2 separate regions of the Astyanax mexicanus genome follow, and region 2 is linked to region 1. Evidence: chromatin contacts called from public Hi-C data. All regions are on one chromosome and are shown on one strand. Each heading gives the region's core, a stretch centred on a gene start, on an enhancer-like site or on the middle of the called end of the contact. The rest is flanking DNA. Distances are from core to core; before and after follow the strand shown. Region 1 has its middle 7.5 kb from the start of LOC103031412. Region 2 holds the start of brf1b (BRF1 RNA polymerase III transcription initiation factor subunit b).

Evidence for each region. Hi-C and Micro-C count contacts between places; a contact is called where the count stands out from the background.
Region 2: a contact with region 1 is called in a Hi-C map of muscle, with 10 times the contacts expected there. The contact joins the promoter of brf1b here to the enhancer-like site in region 1. A contact is called at or near these places in 2 of 3 Hi-C or Micro-C datasets (both in muscle).

Annotation. Positions count from the first base shown.
Region 1 is chr1:69,288,871-69,296,076 of AstMex3_surface, reverse strand. No RefSeq gene overlaps it. Among protein-coding and RNA genes, the nearest start is that of LOC103031412, 7.5 kb to the right of the region's middle. Within about 2 kb of position 2,921, the one cell type or tissue checked has an H3K27ac peak away from gene starts, as active enhancers do.
Region 2 is chr1:69,563,319-69,570,524 of AstMex3_surface, reverse strand. brf1b (BRF1 RNA polymerase III transcription initiation factor subunit b) reads left to right here and starts at 3,789. Exons shown (of 19, transcript XM_022663992.2): 1 at 3,789-4,029; 2 at 6,203-6,414. The coding sequence starts at 6,231. xrcc3 (X-ray repair complementing defective repair in Chinese hamster cells 3) reads right to left here and starts at 3,032. Exons shown (of 7, transcript XM_007230926.4): 1 at 2,662-3,032; 2 at 2,427-2,567; 3 at 1,257-1,382; 4 at 806-960; 5 at 82-294. The coding sequence starts at 2,716.

The DNA of each region.
Region 1 (7,206 bases), core at 1,672-4,171:
AATAAAGAGCTGCCAACAGTCAAACAAATGTGTAAGCACCCCAGGCGGAGCGAATTGTGCCAGACAAGCACCAATTAAGCAAAAAATAGGAAATTAAAGCAAAATCTCCCAATGAGGAGGTATTCAAGGTTGCTTACTCCATGCATAATTAACACAGGACTGGAGATCGTTATCACGTTGACTTAAAAGGAGCAGCTCATTAAGGAATAGTCAATTATGCCCCCGGGATGGGGGGGAGCAGCATGAACCAGACAGGGTTAATGCATTCAGATTCAACGCATACCATTAGTTACTCACCTAGGGATAAAGAGGGGGAATATATTTGGGTGGTGCAAGACAGAATTCCCTCAATGGATTTAACAATGAAAACGACAGGTCAGTGGAAAATCACATTTTCACAGTTTGCACCCTTACTTCAAATCACTATATCCACAATATTAACCAAAACATGGTGACTATCAAGGTTTGCTGTAGGTTGACAGTATTAAAAACTAATACTTTAGTTAAAGCATCATGTGCACCCAATTCAGCACACCTCCAGCAGACAATAGCAGATCACAAATTTTATTAAAAGTGTGGCATTTGTCAGGATTCAAAATTGTTTTTGATGTCCAAATAGAAGGTTTGTGACTTTTGTTAGACATAGTTTTGCAAACCCATTTACAATATTGATGATTTGGCATTAGAATAAATCAATGCCCGGTTTACTTAGCAGCCTGTTTTCTGATATTAAGCAGAGTCTGATAGACCAACACCATATTTACTTGTAGAGGCTGTCACAATTTACCACGTCATGCCGTCATGACTTTACGTGTTGAAAGCCTTTCACTATAGTTAACTGGATCGCTGTACATTTTGGAGGCGAGAACTGGAATTGGCTCATTTTATGTTTTATGTTTTGATAATGTATACCACTGCAGAGTTCTCTCAGAACTCTTTTTAAACTATTATAATATAAACAGCTAAGAAATGGTCCTTGTTGTACATGAAGAAGGTTGGTTTTACATATGTTACTGTGGTATTTGAAGTAATATTGGCTTTCTGTTGATTCTTTTTTATTTTAGTTTTTCAATATGAATTCTGGGTGAAAAAAGATGATGATGAATCAACATCAGATTGAAAGTTTGATTCAATGATTCAAAGTTAATGTTGACACTTCAGCGTTTTAAAATTTAACATCTATTCAATGATCTGGATTAGCCTCTTATAGCCTGTGCTAAACTAAAGCAATGTAACCATGTCTTGAATGATTGATTACATTCAGAATATGATATTGTGTACATATAAATTTGACTTCTCTGTGTTGGAGGAGGACGGTGCAGGGCAGACACTCAGCAAACTCTTTGTGTTTAGCTTCAGTAAAATCTTACCTGTGCCTGAGAGTCAGACAGGCGAGCTGGTCAAGGTAATCATCCTGAAAGACTTAATGAGGTTAATGATAGCAGCCACACTGCTAATTTGTCACCTTAATGACTTCGTTTTGAAAGCGGTTATACGTCACATATTAGCAGGTTCACCCTGAGGGCTGAGCTAGAGTAAACAAGTCAATGTATGAGAAATTGAATTGGGTGGAGTGGAGATGAAGCTGAGTAAATTGAAGGGCAAATGTAGTCACAGATAATGGTGCAAGATGTTACTGCTATCACTGAGCAATGTGTCTGAATGATCTTTTATCTGTACAGGAGATGAAAAAAGTTCCTGTGAAGCCTTTGAGGAGCTGCGCTGATCGTGACACACACTCCTGACACACTACACCTCCCGTAGCCTGCACTGTGTGTGTGTACACACTGGTGAAGTGAGACTGCTCCTTTCTTCACATGCTCTGAGTATACCATCCTACTGTGTTCTCAACTGGCTTTTGATGACTTGTTTAGGTTTACCTTATTTTTATTCAGAGACATGTGTTTGTGTGAGGAATAAAGTGTGTTGTCTGCATGGATCTAAATCTCTGTCTCCTTCCTTCTACTTTCAAACCAGGTGCCTCTATTTTACTGCAGCAAAACTTACTTACCTGGCAGGTGGAGGAAAGCAACCTATTTTCCTCCTGCTGGGCTGTTAGAACTTAAAGCCGTGCTCAGAATATTTTTCGTACTGACTGCGTTCATGTGGGAACAGTAGCACACTTTCACTTTAAGTCAGATGACTGAATGGAGTCACTTTCTGCAGGACACCTGGTGGTCATTCTGATAAATCAGGGGTTCTTAACCTCTGATACGTGAAGCACCCCACCAAATAAATGTTTTAAATGTATCAAAAACAGGTCTGGGTCAGGTATAGGTTTAGCAACAGTATGTGCTTAAAGAATAAAGTGGATTGTTCACCACAGAGTCCAGATCTTAACCTCACTGAGAATTTTTGGGATGTGCTGGAGAAGACTTTGTGCAGTGGTCAGACTGTACCATCAAGATCTTGGATCTTGCTGCAAGATCTTGGAGAAAAATTCATGCAACACTGGATTTAAATAAATCTTGTGAGATTGCAGAAGCTTATTGAAACAATGCAACAGTGAACGTGTGCAACAATCAAAGATAAGGGCAGTCCAGTGAAATATTAGACTGTGTGACCTTTTTTTGTCCATGCAGTGTATATACAGCTCTGGAAAAATTAAGAGACCTCTTATCTTTGAGTAAAATGAACATTGTTGTTTTATTTTATAAACTACAGACAACATTTCTCCCAAATTCCAAATAAAAATATTGTAATTTAGAGCATTTATTTGCAGATAATATAAAATGGCTGAAATAACAAAAAGATGTAGAGCTTTCAGACCTCAAATAATGCAAATAAAACAGGTTCATATTCCTAAAGTTTTAAGAGTTAAGAAATCAATATTTGGTGTAATAATCCTGGTTTTTAATCACAGTTCTGCGATGGATTGGCGGCCTGTCCAGGGTGTATCCTGCCATCCGCCCAATGCCGACTGGGATGGGCTACAGCCCCACCCCACAGCCCCTTAAGGGAAAAAGCGGTTGACGAAGAGTGAGTGAGTTAATCACAGTTTTCATGCATCTTGGCATGTTCTCCTCCACCAGTCTTACACACTCCTTTTGGATAACTTTATGTCACTCCTGGTGCAAAAATTCAAGCAGTTCAGCTTGATTTTGATGGCTTGTGATCATCCATCTTCCTCTTTATTATATTTCAGAGGTTTTCAATTTGGTAAAATCAAGAAATATGCTAATTAAGTCTGATTTCACTGCAGTAAGTAACATTTTCAACTTTACACTCTTATTGGGAAACAGAACTGTTGCCATGTGATTTAGTGCAGCATATTGCACGCTTGTGTAATAAAATCACCTCACTGCGTTGTCAGCACTGCAGAGTGGAGTGTAAATAAGCATCGGACAGGAACAGTTCCCCTTGCCACCCACACACACACACACACACACGGTATACTTATCTCCCACACTGCCCTGCTACACACAATCAACACAGCCCTGTTTGCCTGCAGCAAATACGGCACGCTTCTCACCTCTGAAACCTTTATTCTGTCCATGAGCTTCTGGTACATCAGACTCCACATCAGACTCCACATTTCTCCACTAAGGAGGTTTAGCAAAGAATGAGGTCTACTTTAATCATCCCAGTCATTAGTTATCTTAAAAACAGTGTCCTGACAAACAGAATTAATTAATTTGTATCATCCATCCATCTATTCAACTATCCAAAAATGCCCCAGAATGATGTTTATTATATATTTATATCAGAGGTGTCAAGTAATGAAGTACAAATACTTTGTTACCTTCGAAATGTTTACTTACACATTTTCACTCAGTTATCTGCAGTTTCTACACCTTACATGTACTTATTTCCATTTCTGCTTTTTATTAAAAACCCTTTTCAGATAAATCTCTTCATCCAAATAAATTTGATTGTGACTGGATGAGAAGGATAAACATGTACCATTCTGACACCCTATTGGTTAATACTCAATCCATTGTTGTGCACTAAAGGCTCATGTGGCACAGCCTAAACATTTTTTCTTAATAGCATTTTTTCCATTGTCCCATTTCCCAATACATTTGCTTTTATACCCGTACTTTTACAACTGTACTTTAGTAAAGAGCTTGAGTTGATATTTAAAAAAAAAATTGTAAACACTAGTATTTGTAGTTCTACATGTGTAATAAATGTCAATACTTCTAACACATTTGGTTCATTTTGATTTTCTCCAAGATAATACTGTGTTCTAATTTATCATTAAGCCTTTATTTTAGAAAGTGTAAGAACCCCACCTTTAATATGCATTTATTTTACTTTCAATAAGATACAGGTGCATCACAGAAAATTCTAATATAATTTTTAAAAAGTTACTTTATTTCAGTAATTCAGTTTAAAATGTGAAGCTCATATACTGCATTTATTTTTTAATGTTGATTATGATTATGGCTTACACCCAATGAAGACCCAAAAGTGAGTATCTCGGATCATTAGAATATTATATAAGACCAATTAGTACTTTTGGCAGTGTGGGCAGTGTGCCAAAGCCTGCTGGAAAATGAAATCTGCATCTCTATATAAGTTGTCAGCAGAGGAAAGCATTAAGTGCTGTAAGATTTTCCAGGAAAACCCTGCGCTGACTTTGGACTTGATATAACACAGTGGAGCAACACCAGCAGATGAAATGGTTTTCCAAACCATCACTGACCATCAGTAAATTTTACATTTCATTTGTAAATCAAGGGAGCAGAGTCTGAAGGAAGAGTGGAGAGGAACACAGTTCAAACTGCTTGAGGTCTAGTGTGAAGTTTCTACAATCAGTGATGGTTTGGAGTACCGGTACATTCTCATCGGGTTTCTTTTTTCTCCTTGCCAAGGGTTGAGATGATGACTGACTGGGTGTTTTAAAAAACACTGTTGTCTTGTATAATTACACTCTGCATCTCTACAAGTCTATCTATCCATATGGAATGTTACAATGTTACTGTAAGTATAGTGTAATACAGTACACAGTATTGTAGGATTACACACCTGTTCTCTCTATGAAACATTTGAATTATTGATCTCCCAACATTCAGGTGCAACATTTGACCAGCCTCTGCCATATAGGAATGATTGATAGTTGATGATTAATGTTCCAAAATGTATCGTAAACTTCCCTTTATTAGTAAAGGTCATGATTCACTATCCATCCATCCATCCATCCATCCAATTAACACCTAGTTCTGCAGAGGGAAGTATAGTACATTGTGATCTACACAACATAAGTGATTGATAATTTGGCAAACAGTTGTAAAAAATCATTTAATTGATCAAGTCATTTGCTGTTTGTATAAAATGAATGAAAAATAGTTTCTGTCATTTTCACAAGTAACTCGATGATGTGCAACTAATAGTTTAAAGAAATTCAATTTAGATTTGAAATATGCATCAAAAAGAAAAACTGTAATTCAGAAACACAAGAAATGCCATAACATTACTGTGTGTGATCAAACAATGTTTGGTTAAAAATGCAGGCTAACAAATGTTAAAAAAATATGGGAAGAAGGCCTTTGTAACATAAACCTGCAATCTGCTAAATTATTCGCATGAATTCTGCCTCAATTATCTGTTGAAAGGATGAATTTATACATTCAACTAACCTTACAATGGCAATTTGATATAACTTAAAGACAAAAGATCCTGGTGTATAATGCTACTTTCCTAATACAGCAATCAGTCTGTGTCTGCAGCCATTAGCAAGAGAGCAGGGTGCAATAGCACACAGAGCTCCTTTTGGACTTTCAAAGACAGTTTTGATCACAGCGGGGAGCTTGACTGGCCAAGCAGACTGCAATAGGGTGGCTGATTGGACGCTCTGAACTCCATAGGAGGCCTGATTGGTTGCTGAAGGCTGTTAATTATAGCTCTAATTCAGTGTTCCACTCATTGCTGCCCTCTGTACTGGCACTTGGTGTGATTTATCAGGTAGATGTAAAAGGCCCAATGTCTTTTTCATCAACAATCAGTCACAGCACCATGAGGTCAGCACATATACAAAGAATATAGCATGAGCTATGCATCCTTGAAGAACGAGCATTAATTTAAAATAATTTCCATAAAATAAGACACTAATTAAATTAAATTACATGCACATAAATTGCCTTATTAGAATTGTCTATTAGTGCTTTGTGAAGCAGCTGGCAACTGAAGAACTTCCTATTTATACCAGCCCTATGTTGCGCATTACCTAATGAGAAACAGCAATACGTTAGCTCCACCTAGTGGACTTTAGAAGAGCAGTGTAGTATAAATAATAATAAAACTGTAACACATATTACTGCTGTGCTACTGTTAGTTTATCACATAAAAATCACAATGCAATTCAAAGCACCTTGGATGGATGGATGGAATAAGAAAAATGAAAAGTTTTATGATTTTATTCATTATATTGTGAGCAGATTTACTTAAATATTTTTTTATATTTTTAATTCCAATTATGATTTTCAGTAATGTTCCTTATCAAATATGGAAGCTTTTTATATACTGCTTAAATAGAAATCCTCAAGATTTAGTGGTGTAATGTCAGGCAGACCATTGACAAAAATCGTGGCCTGTTTTAAACGCTTCAGTATTTAAGGTGGATCACAAGAGTCAAATAAACAGATGCAGCAATTAGGGTGGAATAGGCGAAAAGGAGGCCAGTGTTGCTGTTTTGTGCCTAGGTTGTATTTCGTTTCTGTTTAAGGTGGAATGAGTGATTATGTTAAAATAGCAGGAACTGAAACATAGAAGGACTTAACGCTATTTTACTTTTTTAAGGTGGAATGGAAAATGTAGTAACGTGTGTGTGTGTGTGTGTGTGTGTGTGTGTGTGTTTGGTGTATTGTAGTGGAGTGTAAACAAGAATTTGCCCATTAACACCTGCGAGAGACATTAAAGTGTATAAATGTGTATACGTTTACTTAACTGCTTTTGTCTTAGGAGGTTTTTACGTAGGCTAACAGTCGCCATATCGGCTCAGTTTGTGTGGTGTCGGAGCACTGTATTTACTGAACTATGGGGGTGGGAGGAATAATTACTGAAAAAAACATGTGGTATAAAAAAAGAGTTTAGATTAATATAATGAAGTAATGTAACGTATTTATTACAGGACTATAATTCTGTACAGCTGCAAAAATAATGTCGACATTAATGTGTGTATGTGTGTTTGTCTCTTTAAATTACCCCTGTAGTTTTAGAACATTCCAATTAGAAAAAGGGCGGGGCTTAGGTTTAAATGTGCAG
Region 2 (7,206 bases), core at 2,540-5,039, 270 kb before region 1:
ATCAATAAAGGATCAATAAAGCATCAATCCGTGTGTGCGCGCGTGTTTGTGTGTCAGAGACTAAAAGAGAATAATAAACACCTGATTGATGCAGAACACAGGTGCAGCATGCGTATGGCTGAGGCGATGGAGGGTGCTGGAAAAGGCCAGCAGGTGGCGTGCTCTCTCAATGGCTTCATCAGCTTGGAACTCTGTTCTGAACAGGGCAGCAACAGAGTCCACCACCACCAGACGCACCAAACCTCTCTCCAGTAACATGGGCACCCGCTGCGACACACACGCCTGCAGAGCTTCCTACAGACACACACAACACATTTTTGTACTTTATTCTTTGCAATATCTTTACAATTTTATACTAAAATAGTTACAAATTATTGTTTTAAATGCAATACTGGTAATTTGTCAGAAAACATTGTTTAAAATATTACTTTGGTTATTAAATACCAAAGTAAACATCCACAAAAGTTTGAATGGAAAAACCCACATGATAGAAAAAATCCTTACAAACTAAAAATAAAGCTGTGCAGAGTATAGGACCTCCTAGTTTATTGGTTGTATGTAAACTCTGGTATCAAGACCAAGATTTTTCTAAAATTTTAAGCCGACAGAGCATTATTTTCAGCTAGTTGGTTGAATCTGAAAATTTGGAAAAGCTGTGGAAAGTATATGATCTCATAGTTTTATTTTATAGTACCTCAGGGTATTATTTTATCTTGTTGCCTAAACTTGAATTAAGTAAACAACACCATCACAATGTCACGTATACTACTGAGGAGTGTGCACACAGAACACTGTATTGTCTCACCAGGTCTGCAGTGTGCTCGATGTAGATATTGTCACTGAAGCGGAGGCTGCGGATCAGAGCCTGTGGCACATTTGGGCGGAGTCGGGCCTGCTGGGTAATGAGTTGCCGCAGCCGTTTAATGGGAAAAGAATCTTCAGTGCAGATATAAACAGCTCCTGTCCATGGATAAAATCAAATGCATTCTGTGTCAAACTGTGGACCGGGCTTAGTTAGTGAAATTTAAAACAGACTGCATAATAATATTCCATATATCCAAAAATGTATAAACAATATGTACAATATGCACATAAAGATTATTGTGGTTCAAGAATCTTTGTTCTTATACCACATAATTCTAAATATATGGAAAGTATATATGCCTTACCTGATCCCAGTCCCCCATGTTCCTGTGGATACTGGACAGAGAGGCAAAGCTGCAGTGCAAACTGGGTTTTTCCAGCAGCACTCTCACCTGCTAGCTCTGTTATTCCACGCAGAGGAAGACCACCCCGCAAAAGATTATCCAAAACAGGACAGGCCAGCGAAAGTCTGTGTCCGGGTTCCAAGGAAGGACATTCTCCACGAGCCAACTGTAAAGCTGTAACAGAGCAAGTCCAATTTGTTATATATGTGAAAAGTGAAAACAAGGCATGATGACTTATGTACTGTAGGCCTGTGGCTGGGTACAGTTAATTAAGGTACTATGATAAAAGCTCCCAAGAGATGCAGACATTAATAACAGATGCAATCAATACCAAAAGTGTTGGCAAATTATTGCAATTACAAATGTTTTGTTAAATATATGTTTATTGTTTGTGTATATTGGAACAATACAAAAATGAGGGGGGAAAAAAGCTAATATTAATATAATTTCACAAAAAAATCAAAAAAAAGGGTTGGAGAAAATTATTGGCACCTTTAACTTAATATTTGGTTGCACTCCATCGGAAAAAATAACTAAAATGAATCATATAACCATCAAAAAGCTTTTTTACACTTCTTAACTGGAATTTTTAGTTTACTGTTCTTTTGCAAACTAGTCCAGGTCTCTAATATCTTTGGAGATTGACCTGTAACGTTGAGATTTTGTTTCTGAAGTCCTCAGACAGTTCTCCTCTCCTCTATCTGTTATACATGCTTTATGTGGCACACACAGACACACAATTCAAAACTGAGTCAACACCTCTCTATTTTATCTGGTATCAAGTGTGGTTTACATAAGGTAAGTTTAAACGAGCATCACATGCCTGGAACAAAGTTATTTACCTATAATCAAAAAAAGGCCAACAACAACAATAACAAAACAAAAACTTTTCAGGGGTGCCAACATTTCTGGCCATGACTGTATATATTATTAGAATAGACTGTATATTATTTTTAGAATGAAGCAATGTTGAAAAAATCAGTGGAATGTATATTTCAGCTGGTTGTATTTGTGCAGGAAGACCTCAAAACTAGCATGTTAAAAAAGTAACTCTCCAGGACTGAAGTTGAAGAGCTCTGGTCTAATGTCTTAAGAAGTACTTGATGAGCTTAACACGTCTGGATCTCCAGGAGAAGTGCTGGTACTGAACACTGCTCTGCACAGTGGTTGATAAGCGGTGATCAGTGAGCATCAGCCCCAGTATGAGCTGTTCTCTACCTGTGACGGGTGGTGAGCTCCTACAGGCAGCGGCGGCAGCAGCATGCAGCTCCTTCACCTCCCTCAGAGACAGGAGAGCGAGTCTGTGCTGCAGCTCCGGAGCAGAAACACTCAGCACCTCCCTCACCGATCTCACACAGGCTGAGAGAAAACACAGACACAGTAAAAACAACGTTATATACAACGCCTGTAGCTACAGCTCTCCCCTCAACACGCCTCCGTGGAACAGATTTACCCTTTCTCAGAGCATTCCTGACTCTTGGACTGAGCTCAAGCTGTTCCAAGTCCATCGCATCTTTACACAATGCGTTTAGATCAGTCCGCTTAACCTGCTTAACCCCGCGTGCACCACATTAATGCGATTTTCATACATTTACATCAGAGAAACTCCAGCGTAGTGTGTTTCCAGGTTAGGAAAACATATGAAAAAAACCCGACACAATAAGAGTCCCTACACGGGTAGGTAAAGTTTACTCGCATGAACGAAAACTATCATTAATAAAAATAACACATGAAATAAAAACGGCATTTGATGTTTTTTTTCTCAGCGCAAAAACGATTTATTAAAAAATAAATACATAAAACTCAAGAACCTTCTCAAGTGCGCGCTTTTACAGCTGAGCGCTGGACTAGTACACTAGGTAACAGTTATGATGGTACGCTCCACTGTAGGGGGAGACATTTGCTTGAAATCTGCTAAATCCGCCACTTAAAGAAACATACAGCTCTGGAAAAAATGTAGAGACCACTTCAGTTTCTGAATGAGTTTCTCTGATTTTGCTATTTAATGTCGTTTTATTCTACGGAATTCTCCCAAAATCCAAATCCAAATAGTCATTTAGAGCATTTATTTGCAGAAATCTATTTGCAGAGAAATGGCTGAAATGACAAAAAGATGCAGAGCTCTCAGACTTCAAATAATGCAAAGAAAACAAGTTTATATTCATAAAGTTTTAAATTCAGAGTTCAGACATCAATATTTGTATTTTTTTTAATCACGGTTTTTATATATCTTGGCATGATCTCCTCCACCAGTCTTACACACTGCTTTTGGATTTTTTATGTCACTCCTGTTGCAAAAAATTAAGCAGTTCAGCTTGGTTTGATGGCTTGTGATCATCCATCTTCCTCTTGATTATATTCCAGAGGTTTTCAATTTGGTAAAATCAAAGAGACTCATCCTTTTTATTTTTTTTGTCTTATATTTATATAAAACAATATCTGCATAAAAATATATTTGTTACATAAGTTACATAAAGAAAAAAATATCATAACTCCAAATTAACCTAAGCGATTGAGAATCCCCCTCCAAAGTGTGTTTTTCCAGTCCACTTGTCTCCCCTGATGGCGCTGTTTTTGGACCATTCCATCCACAGCCGCTGAACTAGTGCAGTTTGAGCATCAACAGCACAGCCCACTGTCAGCGCTGAATGGAGCTATGCTATCACAGCGACACTGACCTACAGCATTTATAAACCATAGCTAAAGATGCAGTAGCTCTCTTTCTGCACGGACTCCGTGTCTGTGACTGAGTGCAGGCTTTAGGAGACTCAGCTATAGGAGAGTTTGTACTGAACACAGTCTTTGTTTACTTCCGTTGCCGGTGAGTGGCTAACGTTAACTGGCTAACGAACATAAAGCTATCATGTATAGCTTAGGCAGTAGTGCTAACTAGTTATCTATATTGGCTAGCTAACTGTATTAAACATACTAGGGTAAGGAGGATTAGAACCAATAAGTATAGATTAAATTCTGCAAAAAAGAAGCTAAATTAGCTTGTAATACGGTTACCTAGCCTAACTCACTAACCTAAATGCCTTGGTGATTATACTTCTAAGAATACGTCAATATATCACAAACATGAACCACAACACCCAACTATAAACCGTAATAACAATATACACTGTTGGGATGCATTAATATACAGCAGCTAGCTGGCTAACACAGCTAGTCACTCTTTAGTAATAAGTGGGTGAATTCGGGAGTGTCTCGGGTGGCTGAGCGGGAGAGTGCAGTGTTAGTGAGCTGTATTACACCGTGCGGAGGACCTGGGTTCAAGACCCGCTGTCGATAAAATGCGATTAAACTAGCTGTATTGTTTCTTATAGAATATATGTTTGAGAATATGAGTTTTTCGTTTTAAAGTGTAATACAATGAAATTTAAATAGTAAAAACGTACAAAATGTGTTCACTGTTGTATTTAGTAATACTATGCACTACTAGGGAGTGTACCATATGCTTTGATACTCAATATATCCTGACTCAAACATCCATCTGGTGATATTATCACTATTCTGTCTTTAATGCAAGACAATTGCTTTGTAACTAACTATATGTTCTGCTATATGCTGCGAGGCTTCATTTGTATTTTATATCATTATATACGTTTGCAGTTTAAGTTATATATGAATTAATATTTTGCACTTTAGTATTGTGGTAGATAATGTATTAGAGTATTTTTGCTACCTACAGTACCAGCCAAACATGTGGACACATCTCTTCTCATTCAATGTGATTTCTTCTTTTTTATGATTTTTACATTGTAAATTTATATAGAAGACATTACAGCTATGTAGGAACACATACAGAACTATTTTGTAAACAAAAAGTGTCAAAAAACTGAATATGTTTTATATTTTAGATATATATTAAGTAACCACATTTATCCTTGAGGACAGATTTACACACTATTTTAATCTCAGTGTCTTTATGAGGCAGAGTCACCAGGAATAGTTTTCTCAGAGTCTTGACAGAGTTTCTGGAGGTGCTGAAAAATAGTTAGGATGAGTTCCAGCTCATCCTAAATCACCAAGCTCAGTAATCCGGTTTAGGTTAGGGGAATGTGGAGAACAAACACTTTTTTATTTACTATGTAATTCCATACGTGTCCCTTAATTGTTTTCATGTATGTTATATTAATTTACAAGGTAGAAAATAAATGAAATAAAAGACATTATTGATTGAGCATGTGTGTCCAAACCTTTGACTGGTACTGTACATTATTTAAGTTATGCTATTTATTTTGTTATATTATCATAATTGTATATAAAATCAGAGTCTGGTAAGTTACTGTTGTTTTCTTTCTGCTGAATGTTACAAAAAGTTATTTCGTTGCAGTGGATTATTTTGGAAATTTATAAAATCTTTTCAGTGTGCTCTAATCTCACCAACAAGTGCCATATTAGACAGTGAACCCTGAAGAAGAGATGACCCTGACATATTGTGATACTACTACTATTATGCAACATGCTTAGATAGACGTAGACTGTTTCTGAAACAAAAGAAATGCTGCTTACAGCAGGATTGTGAGGCAGGTTGGCACCCAGTCATATCTGAAATTAACTTTAGTAATCCGGAATTCTGTTTTATTTGATTAAAATGCTTTACATAGACCTGGATGGACCTGGATAGCAAGGAATCAAGTCAGTTAGCTATTTCCAATTTAGATACAGACATCATGTAAAACAGTGATTCTCAGTCTGTGATATGTGTACCACTGGTGGTATTTAAGTTATCGGCTTGATGACTTAAGAAAAATTGATGCATTTATTTTTTTTTTAGATCTATAATTTTTTTTAAATAATAATTTCTATAACATCTGTAGCATTGTATTTAATAGTTACCTGTGTACATCACATCCCTTTGAAATGACTTGTAGGTTTAAGTATGTGGAAGTTTTACTTTGATTGTGGGTGGTATATCATCTCAGAAATTTCAGAACCGCTGGTCTAAAATGAGCAAATTAACTGTAATGTTATTTCATGTTCATCCTCAGCTCTGACTGCATCATCACTCCAGCCAGTATGAGTTCTCGGCAGTGTCAGAACTGCGGTGGAGCAGACATTGACATCGACCAGGCCAGGGGCAGCGCTGTGTGTACAGCCTGTGGCTCTGTACTGGAGGACAACATTATAGTGTCTGAGGTCCAGTTTGTGGAAAACAGTGGAGGGGGAGCCTCTGCCATTGGCCAGTTTGTTTCTGCAGATGGTAAGAAACGTTTGGTTTATTCATCAAAATCAGGCATTTCACATACTAATACTTTTTGGTTTCACACTGACTCACAAAACACAGTTGCTGACTATAAAAATCTCACATTTGTGCTTAAACAGTTATCCATACCTATATTCTACCTTGCATTTAAAAGCATGAACACTTTTGATATTTAGCAGGCATTCATTTTCGGAGTGTCTTATAGAAAAGCAACCTTAAAGCTGTTGTTAATATCCATCTTCGGTTTCTTGATTATCCAGGACTTTAAAAGAAATGTTATAGTGGTATTGTAATGTTAAGCAGAAGTCTGAGCAGTTTTTTTGTTTGGATTTTTATTAAAATAAAGCTGCTCATAAAGAAATACTAATAAACCAACTTGCCATGTAAATGTCACTGCTGAATATTAATGTTCAAATGTGCAAACCTGCATACAGTAAATTTTAGATGTAAATATAACAATGCACTGCTTTTTAAAATTTTATCCATTTATATATATATAAAAAAAAATCCATTTATATGATGATATGTGCTACTGCTTGGCTGGAATGAAAACCTGCACCATAACATATCTTTGTCAATAAATCAAGAAAACCAAGCATGCAAGCTATAGAAAACAAGAGATTGCTTGTAGGCCAAGATACTAAACTGATTTATGACATTTTCAGAAACAGAAAACGGAAACAGTAGCTTCACTGTCAAACCCATAGCTGAAGTCATATTTCACACAAACTGTAAGAACATATAGAACATTGAAAAAGCAAAACTAAAGAAGCTGAGTTAATGAATTTA